Regions from separate parts of the Mus musculus genome. Here region 1 is linked to region 2. Evidence: chromatin contacts called from public promoter capture Hi-C data. All regions are on one chromosome and are shown on one strand. Each heading gives the region's core, a stretch centred on a gene start, on an enhancer-like site or on the middle of the called end of the contact. The rest is flanking DNA. Distances are from core to core; before and after follow the strand shown.

What was found. Promoter capture Hi-C pulls out the DNA fragments that hold promoters and counts their contacts.
Region 1: a contact with region 2 is called in a promoter capture Hi-C map of the 3T3-L1 cell line, with 3 times the contacts expected there. The contact joins the enhancer-like site here to the promoter of Hepacam2 in region 2. A contact is called at or near these places in 7 of 39 promoter capture datasets (the 3T3-L1 cell line, cranial neural crest, liver and 3 more).

Annotation. Positions count from the first base shown.
Region 1 is chr6:5,549,936-5,555,841 of GRCm38.p6, forward strand. No RefSeq gene overlaps it. Among named protein-coding and RNA genes, the nearest start is that of Gm34470, 11 kb to the right of the region's middle. Within about 2 kb of position 4,301, at least 20 of the 459 cell types and tissues checked have an H3K27ac peak or open chromatin away from gene starts, as enhancers often do.
Region 2 is chr6:3,490,441-3,496,477 of GRCm38.p6, forward strand. Hepacam2 (HEPACAM family member 2) reads right to left here and starts at 4,058. Exons shown (of 10, transcript NM_178899.5): 1 at 3,960-4,058. The coding sequence starts at 4,038.

The sequences.
Region 1 (5,906 bases), core at 3,051-5,550, 2.1 Mb after region 2:
TGTTCTTTTGTTTGATTCTTTTTTTCATGGTAAATACTGGAATCCTTAATGATAACATATATGGAGATAATCCACTTAATTATAAGAAAACAGGAGGAAAAAGGTTAATTTTCCATGATATATAAAGTTTTAAACTTAATCAAACAAACAATTATTTCTAACAAATAGAATTTCCTATGGTATAAAAGGTTCAGGATTAAGACTTATGACAAATATTGTATTTCACAGCTTGCACATCCTGGAAACTGTCGGCCCTTAGAAGGTAAATATTTAAGAGTACATATAGTTCTGCTTTCAGCAGTCAGTGCATGCATGGGTAAACTCAGAAGTGCACCAGTAGACAGAAAGAGGACTTTGCCCTTTTGTTTCAGAATTGTATTCAATGGGATCTTGATACCTAGAGATATCAGAGTCCTCTGGTAATCCATCTCTTGCTGATGTGAGAAAACAACACTACAATGAATCTGAAATATTTATTCTAATTAAGCTCTCATTTCTTGTCAAATAGACTTTTGCCTTGTACACTAACACACCTTATTTATTTTAACCACATAGAAATTACATTAATTTTGTGTTTAATATATTTTCACAGACTAGTTATCTTCCGAAAAATTCCCAGTCTACTGCTTCATGTGAGCACAAAAGGTGGGATGCTAGAGATGACAATTTTAAGGACAAGCATCTGCTATGAACTGAGTTGGTAGAGAGGAGCTAGCTCCTTTCGATTGAAGACAATAACCCACAAGGGCTTAGAGAACAGCATGTACCACAAATAACTCCTTAAAACAGCAAGAAGAGGAGCAGGAGAGAGAGGAGGAGGAAGAGGAGGAGGGCGGAGAGGAGGAGGAGAATTAGAAGAAGGAAGAGGAGAAGGAGGAGGAGCAAAAAGGAGGAGGAAGGAGGAGGAGGAAGAAGGAGGAGGGAGGAAGGAGGAACAGGAAGAAGGACAAGGAGGAGGAAAGGGAGAAGGAGGGAAAGGGAAAGAAGAAGGGAAGAAGAAGAAGAAGAAGAAGAAGAAGAAGAAGAAGAAGAAGAAGAAGAAGAAGAAGAAGAAGAAGAAGAAGAAGAAGAAAGGAGAAAACTGCAAATAATCTACAGGTCTCTGGAGCTTCGCATTAAGCTTGCAGGTCTCACATCAGTTCTGTCCTGGCCCATGAAGTTCTGGGTGGATCAGCATCAACCTTCCCATTTATGAGGCCATCTGTTCAAGACTGTGTACATTCCCCTGGTGGCTGGTTGTTACCTATTCCTAAGAACCTTACAACCCTTGCCTGCTCCTCCATGCCTGTCTTAACACCTTTTGAGATGTCTTCCCTCTCCCTTTTCTGCCTTTGCCCCCAAAGGCCAAACCCACCCCTCTGCCTCATTTCCCAAATCAGAGTTTACCACTAAACTTTTGCCAGAGGACCATAAAGACTATTACAGGGCAATAGGCACCCAGCACAGATGAAGATGTGAGATGCTATTTTCACAGGACTTCGCTGACTTTTCCACAGGACTATCCAGCAGAGGTAATCTTGTCTTCAGCATCGAATGTCATATGGTGCTGGGATTTGCAGGGTCCTGTGTTTTCTCTCTTCCTAGAATTTCCTGGGACCTTTGATGCTTTCATCCCCATTGGTAGGCAGAGGACAAGACTGGGGAGTCAGTGAGGTTCTGAGTGAATCTATGCTCTTGCCATGGGCACAAAGATGTCAACGACCTCTACAATTCAGCCCTATGGGAGTAGCTAAGCTTTGTCTTGGTGTAGAAATGTTGATAGTTTGCACAGAAAATGTCCATTGTAGCTTTCTGCCTGTGCCTACAGTTCTTAACTAGATTAGCTAAACCTTCTTTGTTTCGTTGGATACCATGAGCCTCATCTCCTTAATAATATGCATGCAATGACCCAGCTTCTCTGTTTAACCTTGTGTAATAACTATGCATGCTTCCAGGGTGTTGATGCTTCTCCCTCTGAGAGTTTGGACCACCCAATCGCAACCTTTCTATAGATATGTGGTATGTCTGTCCTTCCATTCCCTCTCTATCCCTAGTCATGTTTGTGAGATGCAAGCCATGCAAGGACATGACATAATACTCAGATACTTTACTATTGAACACATGTGAGCTTCTGGTTTTTCTTAATCTCCTTTCCCATTGGATGAAAAGAAAGAAAGATAGAAAGAAAGAAAGAAAGAAAGAAAGAAAGAAAGAAAGAAAGAAAGAAAGAAAGAAAGAAAGAGAGAGAGAGAGAGGAAGGAAGGAAGGAAGGGAGGAAGGAAAAAAGGGAGGAAGGAAGGGAGGGAGGGAGGGAGGGAGGGAGGGAGGGAGGAAGGAAGGAAGGAAGGAAGGAAGGAAGGAAGGAAGGAAGGAAGGAAGGAAGGAAGGAAGAGGAAGGGGAAAGATCATGACTGGCCTGGGGTTTCAGTATCACATGAGTGAAACAAGAAATACAAAGAAAAAGTAAAGGAAGCTAAACTCAGGTCCTCATGCCTGCCCTGAGGGCACTTAACCAATGGAGGCATCTCCCTAACCCTTGCTGCCATTTCTGAGAACTAGCTTGAGCTAATGGGTGTGGCCCTGGGATCAGAGCTGTATAAGAGCACAAGGGAAATTTTTATCGTGTTTCCAATCCACATGTTATTTTTCAGGTCTACTCTCATCCTTATGAAATCCCATCTGCTAACACCGGTGCCCACAAAGGTGCTAGCTCAGGTTCCAAGCCTATTTTAAACCATAATGCTTATTTACAGAATCTTCCTGGCTTGGTCTTGGTGGCTTAAATGGCTGCTATCTCACAGAACTTTCCACTCTTATGAATGCGCTCTAGCTCAAGGGCAAGCAATGCTAGAGCCTCTCCCTTTATCAGCACAAGGATCCCAGGTTTGTACCTCTGCTTAGTTCAGAGATCCAGATGTTCAGAGTACCAGATGTTCAGAGCTCCAGAAGACAATGCTTCTTCCACCCAGGTGAGAATATGGAGGAGAACAAAGGTGACATTGCGTGTGACCACCTGACAGCCAGAAAGTCCCAGGGAACCTGGGTTGCAGATCAGTAATCAAGATACGGTCTCTGACTCAGATGACTTAGATGGCTCTTGCTTGGAACATGTGATTAGTATTTGGCTTATACTACAACTCTAGGAGAAGCCAGTGCTCATGTCACCTGCCTGTCAACTGTATCTGGGTCAATAGGCCTTATCTCGACTGTCCATTTGTTAACTTCTTGGCCTGACTGACAACCTGGCTTCATCCTATTTTCCAATAAGTAGGAACCTGTTCTTATATGGAAGTCCCCATATCTGAGTCACTAAGAACCATAACAAGACCACTTTGCTCTCCTCCTTGTTCCTGTCTACTTCACTGAAGCCAACTGTGCTATGTATGGCCTGCAAGCCGTCTTCTTAACCACTGGTATCTGTTTATATTTATGGCTTATCGCTGTGGCTACTACACCTTCTCCTAGTCCCCAGAATGCCCTTGAGCTATTGATCTCTCATCTTGACTGTTAAATTGCTAATCAGTCTCTAGGAACAATATCATCTCAACATTTGTTGAATACCTCTTAGTATCAATATTATATCTATAATCTGTGCATTCCATCCTATCTCTGGGTACGTTTTCTTCCCTGTTTTGTAAATAAGGAAAACAAGTTTCGGATTCTTCCCCTGACTAGAAGATGGAGGAGACAGAATCTGACTGACGTCAGGCATGAAAACCCAAGCTCATCCATTTTGCTAAACTGCCTTTGCTTCAGAACAGGTTGGGTACATTATCTTGAATTGTCGTCAGTATTTTCATCTTCATCTACAGACTCTGGGTGACCAAAATAATATGTGAGTCAAGACTGACTCAGAAAACTTTCTTCTGTTGGTACTTTGTTCTGAAGTTTCACTTACTGTGCTTCAAAAACCACACACTTTCTTGGTAAACACTCAAGCGTCCACTTGCATCCCCTGAAGTGCCTGATAACAAGATCCCTTGGTACTGCAGCTGAATGCTGAATCGTGGGTTTGGACACTTTTCTTCCCTTCTGTTGTTCAGCCTCTTCAGCTGCCCCCTCCACTTGTCCATGGAATGATTCATTTCTCCATCTTCTCTTATAGCAGGTTTCAATTGTCCCTAAGGATGTTTACAGAATTTTTGTCCATGGAATGATTCATCTCTCCATCTTCTCTTACAGCAGGTTTCAATTGTCCCTAAGGATGTTTAGAGAATTTGAAGTATCAGCCAAAATGTCAACTTTAAATTACAGTGAGGGATGGAGCTCTCATTCTTCCAGTGACTCATGTGTGCTGATTGGCACCCTCTTTCCCCTTGGATAAATCTATGTGGGATGTTAAACATATAATTAGGAGGTGGGTTAGCAGAGTGAGAACCAGAACAAGAGAATTTAAGTGGGGTGACTTGCTGCGACAGGATAACAAAGGTTTAGCACGTCATCTTTACATTTGGGATTTTGCTACAATGCCCTGGTCTCTTTACTTGAACCACAGAGCCTGGGGAGACTTCCTGTTGAGGTTCAAACAATTTTAAAGAAATTAGAGGCCCCTTTGTCTTGAAAACTTTATATGCCCCAGTACAGGGGAATGCAAGAGCCAAGAAGTGGGAATGGGTGGGTAGGGAAGCAGGGAGGGTGGAGGGTATAGGGAACTTTCGGGATAGCATTTGAAATGTAAATAAGGAAAATACCTAATAAAAAAAGAAATTGTCTAGTTACGATCATTAAATATGAAAGTTTTCTCGAGGACTGTGTAAAAAAAAAAAGATACCGTTTACCTGGATACCTGGCCAGAAACAATGTGGGTAAAACTTCAAAGCCTCTTTGTGTTGTTCTCTTATCCCTTTTGATGTTCATTATATTTTACTTGCAATCTACCATTTCTTTAAATCTTTAAATACTTGGACTTTAGATAAAAGGAATAGTACTGCCTGTGGTTTTAATCTTATAGTATTAAAACTCAGTTTCCCTTTGTGTGTGGCTGAAACCCATTACATTTCATCAGTATGCAGTACTCCATTGTAACAACATACACCTCACTTTTGTTTTATGTTGATTGGTTGCTTAGACCTCACTGAGATAAACAATGCAGCTGTTTACATTCTTGAGCATTTATTTTGATGCCTTTATGCATCTATGTCCTAGAGTAGAATCCCTCTGTTATAAGATTTTCAAATTTTCAATTTGATTAGAAAATAAGAAATGCTTTAAAGTGGCTGTGGCCATTATTGAGACTCCTCTGAATTGTAATAAACTCTCTCCTTTTACCACAACCTTACCAGAGTATAAATTGACAGACTTTAATTTCACAGGTATTGAGTATGTGTGATACCATCTCATTTGGTTCCAAATTTACCCTTCATAACTTCTAATAAAGTTAAGCATCATTTCATGCATTCATCTCCTTTGCAATTACTCGTGTGTAGAACTCTCGTCGGAGATGTTTCCCTTGGCGAGGCGTTGTTTTCCTTTCTTTTGCATTTATTCACTGGAGGTTCCCTTTCCTTTCCCTAACCACATGTTGGTGCTAAGTTTTCGTGAGTTTTATATATATTAAGAGGAACTTTTCTCCATTTTGCACATTGATTACATGTACATTTTAATTAAAATGATATAATTTCGATTTCAGTCTGGGTTTTTGTGGTTGTTAAGATATCTTTCCATTGTATGGAGAAAAGCTGTTTTCCTATCTAGTTTTGCCATTTCTCATCTAAGACTTTCATTTACTGAATCTTGGATTGAATTAAAATGTTTGATAGGGATATCATCTTAGTTTCTTACCTGTGGATTCCCAGTTGGGCCTGGATAATTAATTGATAAGTTCTTCCTTTCAAAATGAACTGCTATACATTTCAATCTGTCCCCAAGGTCTTCTTCATCAGAGTAGGCCAATTTCAGGACTCTCTAGCTGAGTCAGTTGAGTGTTC
Region 2 (6,037 bases), core at 2,808-5,307:
AATTCTTAGCAAAGGAAGCATACTTGTCTTGTGTTTAGTCTGTAAATGTGGTTTTGGGTGAGCAGGGCATTTATGTCTCTGCTCTTTGTCTCCTGTGAGAAAAGAGTGCAACACTAGATTGAAGCCTAGAATGTCTCTCAGATCACTAATTGTTCAGGTGCTTGATGCCCTGAGGTACTTTTTTCAGAGTAGCCACTACTTACATTTCAAGAGGGAGGGATCAAAGGACTTTGAAATAGCGAGTTTCAGTATTTAGTCCACATATTAAGTTGTCAGTCCCTGGATGTATGCTAACAAATTGGCAATTCTGCACTTGTTACCAAGCAATCAAGGGGCAATGGTGGGAATTACATCATCACTTTGAGAATGCATTGGAAAGAGTTGCATGGCTGCTGACGTAAAATGAAGTGGTTGCTTCTGGCATGGAGCAGCTTTGTCAGTGACATACTTGTGCATTTAAGACATTCCCCATCTTATCCTAGGAGTCCCTGCTAGACTGAAGCAGGGTTAAATATCATTTTGTCCAATCAGTTTTTGGTTTTGTTTTTCATTTGGGGAACTTGTTGAAGAGGTTCTTGCTCTTCTGTTTCTCTATAATTTATTCTATACAATTGTCATTGGAAAAGATTGGTTGGAGTTTTCATCAATATGCTGGAAATGGTTGCTAGGCACTGCATTACAACGGGGTAACACTATCTCTAGAATGGAAACGTTACTGATTTCTGCATCTTGATTTGAATGCGGGCTCTCAGCTAGGGCAGGGTAATTTAGCAAATCTAAATAGGTTATGAGGAGAAAACTTTATTTCATAAAACACCAAATATAACAGCAAATACTGCAGTCTGGAGAGAAATAACATTACGTTAGTAGATCTGGTATGGTGACACACAACTTTAATCCCAGCCCTTGGGAGGAAGAGACCTCTGACCTTTGCCCCAAGAAAATAAGTAAACTGTGTTAGTAGAAAAATTATCTTGAGACACAAGTTGCTAAATAGACCTCGCTAATGTGCTTTTTCTTGCCTGGAATATAGAGTTCTCCTTCCTCGGCATCCTAAATGCAGGAGTCAGGGGTGTGCATCACCACACTGAGTGAAAGGACCAGCATTTCTATGACATTTACAATCACCACATAAATGCGGAAACATTGGGCTGTTTAAGAGAATGAATCATAGATTTATGTTTTAAATAACATACTGCCAAAGATATTTCTGAATGTATTCAGTGCCTTAATATAAAATGAAAAATTCTTCACCAAATATGATGTGGGTTGTTTTTTAAATGCACACCACAGTGAGAGGTATAGTATATCTTTCTGTTATATATTACTTTTCCTGGAGATTGCCTATGTCATTTTTATTAACTAATTATATTATATAATTATATCATAATTATTAATTAATATTAATATTATTTTGTCATTATTGACAGGCTGTCACTATGAGGTCCTGGCTGGTATGTAGAACAGACTGGTCTAAACACCACAGAGATCTATTTGCCTCTGCTTTCCAACTTGTGGGGTTAAAGTTGTTAGCTATCACCCACCAGTGCCTGTGTTATTTTTATGAGACAATTTATAGGTAACAAGTGTCAGCAAGGAATGAGTTTCCTTATATCGCACCTAAAAATCTTCCGACTAGGAAATGCTTGGACGCCCTGATATGATGAGCCATTGTGAGACTCGGAGAGTAAACAGGTAACATGCTTCCCGTGTATTTTAGAAGCACACACTCTTCCATATCCCCGTTTCTTGCTATAGATGTATAACACACCCATGTTTTCTAGCTCAGTCGTTTACTAATTTAGAAAAACAAGTTGTGCCATTTGAAAAACTTTAAGTGTTCTTCTAGTTGCATGAGAAAACATAAAAGAATAAGGCTTTCTACAGCTTCTCTCTGTGTGAGCAGATAAACTTTAAGAAAGAAATGGTAGAAATAATAATAGAATTTTAATTTTCTTTTGATATCCCAACAGCCGTATACTCATGAGAAGTTTGGTTTTACTAGATTGACCAGTACTTCCTGGGTTAAGAGAGCTGTTAAGATCTTCTGCCTGTAAGGTACGTACTAACAGCAACCCAGAGAAACATGGAAAATATCAATCATAAACTGGTAAACAAAAATACAGCAATAACTTCACTTTAGAGATTTCTTAAGACATATAAGAACAGTACCCATGAAAAGAAGATAAAGTTAATGAATACTTGAAAGTGTGCTGTAAAAATTACCCATGTTCCATCAACAAAGAATTCTGCAAGCAGTTTGATTGTATTGACTATAAACATTAGGTTTTACAAAGTGACCTCTATGGCAGCTCAGAATAGTTGGTCTTTATTTCCTCATTAGCACACACATTATTAGCAAACATAACATGACTATTGTTGACTGAAAATAAACTCTTGCATCATTAGAAAAAATAGAATTTTCCAGTCTGTATTTTGAATAGACTATTTAATCAAACACGGAAGCTTATTTTAAAATTTTTTTAAAGGTACAAAGAAAATTCAGTATTTTAAAAGCAAAAGGACTTTCATATTACTTGTGACCTTTGTGACTTGTCACTTCCAGAGAAAGTGAATTTCAGTAAGGAGGGAGGTCTTTCTCTATAATAACAACTTTATTTTGAAGTTGGGAAAAAATCACCATTACATTTTAATTAATTTTATTTTAGTCAAATTTCTCAACTGAATTCATTCCTGAATTCTTCTTAAGGCCAATTACAAAAACATTATCTGTGAAAACCTATCAGTCCCTCTATTTAAAAATGAGACACACACACACACACACACACACACACATACACACAAACAGAGAGAGAGAGAGAGAGAGAGAGAGAGAGAAAGAATCCCAGGATCACATAATAGCTAAGAATGATGTTAAATTATGGTAACATACAATATATTACAGGTTTAAATTTGATAGTATGACAATATAGTCCCTGAGATGACCACAGTTAAGGGGAACAGACAGATTAAAAATTTACAGGTAGCATTTTTATGTCAGTGAGATTTATATGCATCACATACAAATGTAGATAATAATTAGAATGAAAAGTAACAAAATACATTAGAGAAAATAAAACTTTAAATACCTCCTAAAATCCAAAGCTCAAATTGTTTTTATATATCTGTTATTCTTTATATATCTGTTATTCTTTAATGAATAAAACTCCTTTTAGACTTCTATCAGATAAATGTAAACAAAAAAAGAAACTAACTTGACGCTTAAGATCTACAATAGGAGGGATGGAAACTCTTGATGAAAAAAATACTGATGGATAACAGTGCGTCATGATATAGGGAGGCAAACTCTATGTCAAAAGAGAGAGAGATAAAAATATTAAGATCTAGTAAAAAAAGAAAATAGGACTAGTCACTGACAAAGAGAAAAGCTAAAGGCATTTTTGAGCACTGATCCTTTTAAACACATTTCTCTCATATGCAATTTTAGCTAAACTTCACATTTTCCATATTTATGTTAAAGAAGAACCAACAGTTTGCATGCTATTTTTAATTTAAGCAATACCTTTAATTAAAAGAAAACCACTACCATGAATTGTTTTGAATTAATTTAATGCACTATTAGAATGTTTGCCAATTAAAACATTAACCATTAGAGATTATTGAGCCTATCGGTAAGCCCTGGGAGAAGAGACTCCGCAGCTTTTTATGCTGCCTTAACTTTCTTAGCGAGTCCCGTTGACAGTAGCTGTTGCTCCAAGGGAACAAAGGCAATCATTTCTTGAAGCTCATTTCTCTTACATGTTCCTGTTTCTTTGCTGGAACAGTGTGTTATTGTTAAAAGGTTTTGACCTGTCCTTCAATTATCTGAGAAAATCTACAGCCCTAAGCAAATATTTACCTTATGCCTACAAAAAAAAAAAAAAATCCACAAAGAAAGCCAACAAAACCCCAAAACTCAAACCCCAAATACCTAAAAGCCAGCTCGCGCAGGCCCTTACCTATAAGAAGAAGGTGTATTTTGCAAAGAGAGAGCCCAACCATGCTTCTGAGAAGCTCCATAAAAGCATCCTGTCCCATGCATGCGGCGCCCTGTTCTCAGTGGCAAGTTGGTTCATGGACCAGCAGCTGCTGGTTTATTTGCTAGGGAAATTAGCAGTGAGGTAACAGACCCTAGCCTGCCTCTTGCTTCTGTGATTTGAATACAGAATGAATGTGTATACAAAGGACACAGGCAGTAGGAACACCTGTTATATGTTCTGCGAGAACACAGGGCTGTGGCTTTCAAATAGTTTCTTGGTGATTCTCAGTAATTTTTCAGTATTGCTTTATAAATTATACTGAGTTATTCACAATAAGAAGGAGGAAGATACTCTCTTTGCGTGGCCTCGTGATAAATAAAACCCAGATCTACTTTCTTATCATGAAAAATTATGCCATTATTTTGAAATTTGAAAAAAATACTTTCTATGAAAATTGAAGTACTTTATGAATTTCCTAAGTAGCCATTTTTCTTCACAAAATTATCATGTGAATTATCATGTAAAGACTGTACCAAAGAACCAAAACAGAGTATTAGAGATTTTTTGTGTTTTATTTTCTATTACAAATGGCTGTGATGGTTTTATTGGATCTGTGTATTCATCTCACTTTCTTAAAAAAAATAAATCACATGTCGTTTGCAAGTGGAGCTGAGGCATACATTTTACATAATGACAGTGTGTAGCACACAGCAACAGATAGTACTTGGGGTCATATTTTCTCAGCTCAAGCTTAGAGGAAGTGAACTAGTAACCATTAAAATCTTGCTTGTGTGTTCTGGCTGCATCTTCTAGCTCTTTTCAGTGCCATGAAGTAGGTGGGCTGAGAACTTTGCTTAATTCAGTAAGTTCCAAGAGAGCTATTGTTTGTAAGAAGGCTTTGGTCCACACTTTCTGCATGGAATGGAACATATCTAGAAACATTTGACCTGAAGCTAGTAGAATTCTCAATATAAGTAATTTTTAACAGGATAGTCTCACTGAAGAAATTCAGTGATTAGAGTGTGGGAGTGAAGGAAGGCATGGTTTTTCATTTTAACTGCTTCAAAGAAGACTGTTATTCAAATATTATTTAAAAATTAAAAAAAGAACAATTGTTATTCTGGAGAACAACTTTGGAAATACTCTTGATGTCAATGTTCCCAACTTGTTGAAGATGTGTCTAAAGGCAAAGACACTACTGTTGGGAAACCTGAGTTCTTTATACAGTTCAGTTGCTTTATAATGCTTCACACCTCAGAAATATGTCAAGGGCATCCTCAAGCCCAGGCAATGACTACAAGTTTCTCCACACCCTCTAAATTCTGCACACATACATATTCACTTCAATGTATTTACTTAGATATATACTTTCCTTCTCAGATCCTTGACTACAGCGAACAATCTTAGTCATTGACATCCAAGCATAATTCTCATTTTTCTTAACATGTTTCCCCAGAAATAAACCCCTGTGCTCTTTAGTCTATGTTGTCTGCTCCTTAGCCATTCCTTAAGAATTTCACACAAATTTTCATAACAGACTGCACAACATCCAATTGGAAAAAAAAAAACCCATAGGATTTAAATAGATACCCCACAAGCTCCTTCACTCCATTTAGATCATTCTTCATATTGATCAAATAAGATCATTCTTCATATTGTCCTTAAACTAAAAATGGCTTATTATGAGAGTTCCAGGATCCTTGGTAAGATGTGGGAAACGAAGACAGTATGGAGGGGTGCCCCTAGTATCAAATATATAGCATTTAAAGGACTTACGAATATTCCAGTATTTTCCACATTTTATATTAAAATGCCAACTTTTGTGACAGAAAGAAATAGTAGGTATTTTAATAAGGACTTAGATACAAGAACGATCCATTTTTGTGCTCTTTTCCCTGTTATTATATACATTCAAATTTTTGCATTATATGTGTGGTTTGTACAAGAACTGTTCACATTAACCATGCGCCCTCTAGTGGTTTGCTGGTAAATATAACTGTTTGTGACAGTACTGGTGAATCAGGAGTTGAACATTGAAATCATACAGGCAAATTTAA